Linked DNA regions of Mus musculus: region 2 is linked to region 1. A link is a contact called in public HiChIP or PLAC-seq data. All regions are on one chromosome and are shown on one strand. The core of a region is the stretch at or near the end of the contact, and the rest is flanking DNA. Distances in the headings are between cores, read along the strand shown.

The links. HiChIP or PLAC-seq counts read pairs in DNA pulled down with a chosen protein or histone mark.
Region 2: an H3K4me3 HiChIP or PLAC-seq map of embryonic limb bud shows a contact between it and region 1, with 5 times the contacts expected there. The contact joins two enhancer-like sites. A contact is called at or near these places in 3 of 115 datasets of contacts at active chromatin or transcription factors (the NIH/3T3 cell line, craniofacial prominence and embryonic limb bud) and 1 of 9 other capture datasets (embryonic tail).

The regions. Positions count from the first base shown.
Region 1 is chr1:163,356,008-163,360,277 of GRCm38.p6, forward strand. No RefSeq gene overlaps it. Among named protein-coding and RNA genes, the nearest start is that of Gm24940, 44 kb to the right of the region's middle. Within about 2 kb of position 2,349, at least 25 of the 459 cell types and tissues checked have an H3K27ac peak or open chromatin away from gene starts, as enhancers often do. A contact at or near this core is called in embryonic limb bud, where this site is marked.
Region 2 is chr1:163,841,765-163,845,828 of GRCm38.p6, forward strand. The region is part of intron 10 of Kifap3 (kinesin-associated protein 3); the gene reads left to right. Among named protein-coding and RNA genes, the nearest start is that of Kifap3, 64 kb to the left of the region's middle. Within about 2 kb of position 2,442, at least 13 of the 459 cell types and tissues checked have an H3K27ac peak or open chromatin away from gene starts, as enhancers often do. A contact at or near this core is called in embryonic limb bud, where this site is marked.

The DNA of each region.
Region 1 (4,270 bases), core at 1,099-3,598:
GAGGAAGAAAAGGGGGAACAGAGGTTCAAAGGGAAGGAAGAAGAATTGGGGGAGGGGGCAGTTTTTTTTTGAAGGTTCTCAAATTATCAGAAATAACTTAAAAAAAAAAGCCAAAGTGTTTTGCAATCAGAAATGGTAAAAAGAGCCTTAATTGCCCAGCGGAAACTGGTAGAGATCTGCTGTAAATTACATGAGAATTTTACCCAAAGACTTAACATTCCCCCCGCCCCCTTACCCCCGCTTGCACAGTTTTGCTTGAAAGTATGGCCTTATGACTGGTCTCAGGATGGATATCAGATATCTCACCCTGAAGGGAGAAACATTCCCACCAAATCCTTCTCTGGAAAAAAAAAAAAAGAATCTCTATCCAAAAATCAGAGTCTGGGCAGACAAATTGGCACCAGTTTTTTCTCTCTCCCTAGCCTTCCTTTTATATTCGGTGAGAAATAAGACTGTAGACTTGAGTCACAATTCACAAATATTTAGTAGTATTATGTTGCAAAAAAACACTGGGAGGGAAAATCCAGGGGAAGGTAATTCTTAAGAGCTTTGCCTTCATTCGTGCAAACAAACTTTATGCCTCTCAATAAATCTCCTGTTTTGTAAGTGGCCATTAAAATAACGGATCATTTGATTAAAATTCTGTTTTCTTTCCACAACAGTCATTTGGAGTTTTGGAGACCTCCAAATGTGGTCTTGGCTATGATGTCATTAGCATTTTATTAATGCATCCAAAAGGTTAAAAGCTCTTGGGTTTTATAGGGCTTTTAAAAGCAAACGTGATTGTCTCTTGAATAAACTGAGCCTGAACCCATTAAAATGTGACAACAACTTCAATACTGACCCTGTTTAAAGGTTAAAAAAAAATTGATCAAGGATTTGCCACATTTTTAATTGGTTTGAATTAAATGGAAACTGAACAGAGGCCAATATTTGTGAATGGAAAGAATTAAATCCAGTTCAACACCTTTCAGTATATTGTTTTTTAAAAATTGGGTTCCCCACGTTTTTTTTTTTTCAGTTCAATGATCCTTTATGGCACACAAAAAAAAAATAGTTTATAGTTTGAAAGGTTGGCCTTTCTTTCTCTGGTCCAATCAAAATGCAGCCAAATAGAAAAAAATCATATATCTATAACTATATCTATAGATACAGATATAGATTTCAGCATTTAAGTGGACATTTAAAAACAATGCCCAAAGCACAGCCATTTCCTCTGTGCTGTTTATTTGGATGGAAAAGGAATTCAAGTATTGCCCAGTGATGGTCCTATCAAACTTTTAGGACCCCAATTATTTTCTGAAGATAGCCTGGAACTCACTATGTAGCCCAGGCTGGTAGCAAACTCAAGCAATCCCCTCCTCCCCTTCCCCCCACCCATGGCTCACCCTCCCAAGTGCTGGGATTACAGCCACCACACTTAGCTTTAGAAACTCTTAAAGGCCATTTATGAGAGTTACAAAACTAAACCCACAATAAAGCAAAAGACCCAGAGAGGCTGCCACATACATAGCTGTGCACTGTATCCCGGTTTTCTATTTTGTCTCCTCTTCATATACATTTTCAGATTTGGGTTGTGCAACCCTGTTAAATGATCTTGTATACACCAAGAAGAAAATTCCCTCCTCTCCCACTCCCCGATGGTGTCCACTGAAATGAAACTGTTTGAGCTGGTTTAGATTTTTTCCATATTCTTACATTACTGACCATGGAACGTTCTATTTACCTTTATTGCTTTATTAGTTAACTTCTGGCAACTAACCTGATTTCTCATTCTAATACATTCTGTGCTTTCAGAGAACATTAGCACTTTTAATTTAATTTAACTTTTTAGCCCTCACGGATGAACTACTGAAAAGCCGTCTCCCTGAGTCTCCTCATGTAATTGCTCCTGTGTTCTGAGGGAGCTATAACTTGCAGAAGCCGATGGGCAGATAAGCTTGCCCAACATGCGCTTAATTATACAAACAAGTCTTTCTGGAGAAAGTCTTCAGACAATTACCTCCCGAAATAAATATACCCCAGCGACTGTCAATAGCAATAAAACCCACACAATCATTTCTTAAAGCTTTTATTGTTTGCCTGTAATTAGCATGTTGATGTGATTAAAGCTACATTTGACTTCTGATAAACCCCAGACTCCTATAGATAACATTTCCAGTGGTTCAAAGCTGCTTTCATTAGAAGCGATATTTATCTGATTTGTAACCAATCAATTGGAAATAAAACTTTCCTGTGGCATGCCAGCAGCAGCCCCTAGCTTCCCCCCAAACCCCTCCAGCAGGCTAGGTCCTTGAGTGAGATGGATTCCATATGGTTAGGAGGAGGAACCAGCCAGTCCTGCAAAGGTAGAGAGCACAGCTCTTGGGAGAATCACTCAGACCTGCGTCGTCTCTGCACACTGCCACTACAATCTGGAAGGCGCAACGGCTGCAACCAATTTTCTTGAAAAATATGCTTCGTGTGGCAGCCTAAAGCCTGCAGAATTGGGGTTCGCTGAGGCCATCATCTGTAATGTTTACTCTGCTTCCATATTTTAAGTTTATATCTGATTGTTTTATCAGATTCTTTAAACTTGCTTTTTTTGCTTTTATATATACTCTATCTTCTCTCTCCCCTTCTCTCCTCTTTTCTTTTCTCCCCCAAGCATATTCTCTCTCTCTCTCTCTCCCCCTTTCCTTTCTTCATCCCTCCTTCCCTCCCTCTCTCCCTTCTTTCTGACTTTTGACTGTATATGTTTTTCCCCCCTATAAAAATATTTTGTTTGCAATCACTTTAATTTGCAGCTCTAAATGTTGAGGTTTTGACAACTAGGCTTTCAAAAGTTGATTTTACCCAGCAAATGTTCTGAGAATTTCATAGTGGAGGAGGGCCGAGGGAACAGTACCCCTATGCTGTAGAAATGCCCTGTCCTACATCTTGGCGCTTTGTGTAGTTTAACCACTACACCAATGTATTTATTTTTGTTCTTAACGGAGAAATAGGGAAAGAAAGAAAGCCAATTAATTGCCTTCAATGTCTGTATACAGTATTCAACGCACTTCTCTTTCACTCTCTGCCCTCTCCAAACATTCCATATTTTTAGAAATGAAGTGGAGGAAGGAAAATATTTTCTATAATGGAATAGTGTTGACACGCAGACCTTTATGTATTTATAGCCATGCCTCATTAGAATCTGTCTTTAAATATGTGGTAAACATGTGCGTAAATACGATGTGTGCCATGCTTTTTAAATCGAGTTTTAAAGTGAATGTACATAAACAAAGTAGCTTACTGCTATTAAAATGAAAACATGAAACTTGGGTCTGAGAACCTTATACTAATCTGGGCAAGTTCAAAGGTTTTCCATTGTTATTTGACTGTTTGGTTTCTCAATGCCCATTTCAAGTGTCTTTTGCAAATGTTGTGATTTATAACTTGATATTTCTATATCATCCCAATTTTATTTACACATGCATAGTTCTTTGTACAGAAAATTTAAAAGCCCTGACTTGAAATACTGATAGTTTACAACCTAAGAATGGCTAAAATTACATTTAATATCTTAGAAATGAATGTTACCTAGCATATGTATAATCTACAAAGTATTCACACACACACACACACACACACACACACACACGCATACACACGCATGCACGGACACACACACACTAAGAGAACAAGGGGACTTGTGCCAGCAAAATGAACTTCTTCAACAAGAAGATTGGGTATGACAAGTCTGTCTCTGTGGGTCTGCAGTTTATGAACAGATCTCATAGCAGGAGTGTTTCTGAGGGTGTTAGGCTCAAAGGAAAGGTCTATGTGAAGTATACTATGTACCTTTAAAAATCAACTTCCATCAAACAGTTTAAACATTTCTTTCCCACAATTTAGAAAACATTTCAGAAGTCATTAAAAATCCATTTAAAAACATCAACCATGTGTTGTTCTCCATTGTAAATACATTTCCTCAACCCTCCATTTCTTAATTAATATAAATCAAGATAACTCCCTTGCTAAATGAATTAAACTACTAAACACAAAATATTTATCCTCATCACCTTAGATTTTAGACTAATTCACTTAAGATCATTAATAACATTTTTGGATAAAAATTTTTTCTGCTAAAATGTTAATTATAATTTGGACATTAAAGCTGGACTCTCTTTTGTGAATCCATTAACTAACTATTCTGTAGCATCTACGTGGTTACTAAGACAACAGAGAGACCATTCTGGACCAGAACATTGCCTTTACTCTGCACATAACTAAAACCACAGTTGCAGTA
Region 2 (4,064 bases), core at 1,192-3,691, 490 kb after region 1:
TGTATTCGCAGGACCTAGAACATGATCGGGTGCTTTGTAGACTGTCAGTATTCGGTGCGTGGTTAGATGGGAAATGGAGGAGAGGACACGGGTAGGGAGGTCTGCTCCATGTTCACACATCCTGTCATCCTGTTTAGAAAGTAAGGAAATAAACTAGGACCTATCCAAAAACATTTAGACTAGCTGATGTGAGAAGTATTATATATTGATTCTGTAATTAAAAAGTCCTACAAATGTTCATTGTGATAAAGATGAAGAAAGGAGAGAGATGGTGGTGGTAGCACAGTGACATGTGGTAGCACCACACCCATCTGCGTCATCTATTTTACCTTCCTTAGCATCACAGTAGTACCTCAATCTTACCCATATATTTCACTAAATTCACTTCCGTTAATGTATTGTGTAAGGACAGGAGTCATAGTCCAAGTGTGGCCCACTGAACAGTGCTTGGTTTAACCTGTTACTAGTAGTATTTAATGAATAAGCTCAGAAATTGAAAGTACATATGCAGAAGTTTCCCCCAAAGAAATATGGTGTCCTGAATGTATAAACTATTTTACATTTATTTGTGTGCCCTTTTAAAAAAATTTTATTTTTATTATTCTTTACTAAAGCGTTGGTCCTTAACACTTTGGGAGGGAAATAAAAGCACAGTCTGCCCCCTGTAGGTAGTTTAAGAGCACTACTCAAATCTATAAAACAAGCCGGTTATTCCAGACTTGGCCAAATAAAAGTATGCAAAAGGCTCAGTGGTTAAGAGCACATACTGCTCTTGCAGAGAACCCAAGTTCCATTCCTAATACCTGTATCAGGTGGCTGACATATCCTGTAACACCAGCTCCAGGAACTCTGATGCCTCTGTCTCAAGGCACCTGCACTCTTGTGCATACAGCCCCACAGACACAGATACACATATTAAAAATGAATACTGAAAATAAATATATAAACGTTAAATAAGTAATTAATGTCCTAGGATAACTATTTAATCCATTTACAAGCAAAAATTAGAATGTTTCTTAAAATTTAAAAATCGGATTTATATTTTACATAATTTGAGATTAGCCTGTATTAAGCATTTTAATATACAATTTATGAACCTATATGTAAATTAACTTTAAAAATTAACTCATTCATTTCTCCTGTAACCTTCAGAGTCACACTCTCTGATTCAGGTGTGGCTCTCAATACTATTTGCATGAAGCTTTTCGTATTTAACTTTACATATATTTGTATTTTTTTCTTTTTCTTACTTGTTTTCTTCTTTTTAAAGATGTGGTCTTGCTTTCTGCATAGGCTAACCTAGCCTCAGACCTCTAAGTATTAGATCACAGGATATGCCATTGCACCCAGGAAAAATTACTGTTTGGCCTCTCTCTCTTTTCTTCTCCATAATTTAAATCTTGAATCAAACTTCTATCAGCAGAAACCTTCGTTTTGCAGTTTAAAGTGTATAGCCAGGTCATAATTTCTTTGGTTGGTCTGTGCATGCACTAACGTTATTGGGCTCTCTAGGTTCCAAAGCGTGCATTGAACCAGTTGCACGCTCTCAGTGAGAGTGCTGTGCTGTTAGGGCAGTCTTTGTGGCAGGCTGGTACTCCCAGGGGTTCCTAACCCGTAGGGCTTCATCCAGCTCAGGAGTTTGGGTTTTCTGGTTTAGACAAAGCTGACTGCACTTATTGTTGGCGACCACCAGAAGGTATTGTTGGACTGTAAATTGTGACTATACACACATATATATATGGTTATTTCTTATGACCATTCTTTAAAAAGCTGACAAAATTATTTTCTAACCATCTTTGAAGTTCTCCCACCAGGTTAAATTTATACAAGGTGTGTGTGTGTGTGTGTGTGTGTGTGTGTGTGTGTGTCTATAATTTTCAGTTTACCAACAACATCATAAATGAATGAATAAAATGTATCTCTTTTGTAAAAGAGAAAAAGTGCTTTGGAAGTGGGCTTTTTAGATTCGCTTATTAAAAACTGGAAATGGTCAGATTATTGTTTTCCCATCCAGTTATCTGAAATTAGTTTGCTCTTATGGTAGTTTCCTTTAAGAAAATAAGTTCATTCTTTTAGAGTAAGTTGGTTTTGCCTGGTTATTACCAAACTGTTAGGAAATTTCACACATCTGCTTCAAAAGGCAACTTCCCATAGACTGCATTGTTCAAACTGAATAGCCTCATTTATCCTGTGAATAAACCTACATTTTCTTACCTGATCAAGTGAGCAAACAATAGGGTCAGATGTGGCAAACACTTTAACAGAAAGCACATGTCTCAGTCAGGCTGAGGTACAACCATATCAAGATGCTTGAAGTTATTAATGGCAGTAAAATTTATGCTTCCTCCTGTTTTCCCAATTAAATCAAGGAGCCTTTTTTTTTCCTAAGATTCTTGTACCACCAGCTGGTTCCAATACTGTGTGTGTGAATGTTGCCTGGGCTGTCTCCATGCTCCATGGTGAAATTTGGCACATTAAGTGGCTGGTTTCCACTCTGAGCTAGAAAGTGGTTCTTTTAAAGGGATTTATTTTGGTCTTTATCATTTGTATCTGAAGTGAGCCAGATAATGACAAACAAGTTGCAACAGTATTCTCTGGACATAATAAAAAATTACAAACAAGGTAATAAACTAATTGAAGACAGGTTGAAAATATATTTAAAAGAATGAAACTTTGTCTGTTTTGAATATTAGATTACTTTTTGAATATTAGAGTCCTTGGAATAATTAGTATAAAATTAGCTTAAATTGATTTTTAGCATAATGGTAGATTTGCCAATTTTATTTCTCATTTTGATATGTTAAGCTTGGTTTGTGCTGACCATCGTAACCTATAGGTGCTTTCCGTTTTCCCACTTAACTCTTGCTTTTCAGTTGTTGTATTGATCATTTCAGTTCCTCATCTAGGTGCTGCTGTCAGTAAGTCTATTACAAAACAAAGACCACCCACTAGAACTACAGTCTTGAAAATTGGACTGTCCAAATTCCACTGTAACCTACTTAAATAGTAATTCGTATATATTTGCTGTAATGAACTATGCATAAAATTATATGGAAGTATCTACTAAAGATGTTCTAGGACTGAAGATGTAGCTCGTTGGTAAAGTGCTTATCAAGCATGCCCGGGGCTCTAGTTTCAATCCCTACCACCAGATAAATAATTTTCAATAATAATCTTAAATTCATTTTAGTACATTTTGATATAGAAGATATTTGTATTCAATAATTGCTGCAGATAAATTTTGAGAGGTTGGTTTAACCTGTGGCATACTCTTCATACTATATTATTAATCGGCATTAAGAGCTCTAATTCTATATTAGACTTAGACATGATAGTTGTAGCGTGCTGTATTCTCAGAGCGAACTCGGGTGATGTATCACCTCGGTGCTGCACTGTTCTAGTAGAGGCGCGCTTGGAGTGTTCCACTTTAACTACGAGGACATGGGGTGTAGAAGGGAAGGAGAATCAGGCTAATAATGTGGCTCATCGTGTGGGCGTTCACTGTGATCTAGTGTTCAGCTGGGAAATGGAGCAAGAACAGAACTTTGACTTTATATTCTAATGTTCAAAATTCACATTTCTGTTTGAGTGATCTGTGATTGGAAAATCTCCAGAGTCTTATAAAATTAATGGCCGAGTGACGTTTCTCCTGATCACTTTAGAGATGAAAGAAATAAGAACATTTTAAAACTCAGAACTGATCAGCATGTGTTTTGCCTCTTGCTTGGAAAACCAAGTATAAGAGCAGCCCAGAAAACTGATTTTTCTTCCTGCTTTAGCTGCTCCAGCTGAACTATAGCTGTAAATTTCTTTTAAAAGAAAAGGAGGACAAGACTTCATATAAACTCTTGAATGTACTTTATATGTGCAATAATTCCCACAAAATCAGTTATCGGAGTTAATGACCAGTTTGTTAAGGTATTAACTGCCCTCAGCTGGGAATGGCCAATTTTGGGGAGAACGGCTGCACAAATGCTAAGATAATTCAGTAACACATTGGAATAATGACCCAGCTAGTTAACGGTGAAGTCCTGTGGAAATCCTATCAAAGTGCTTAGACCTCT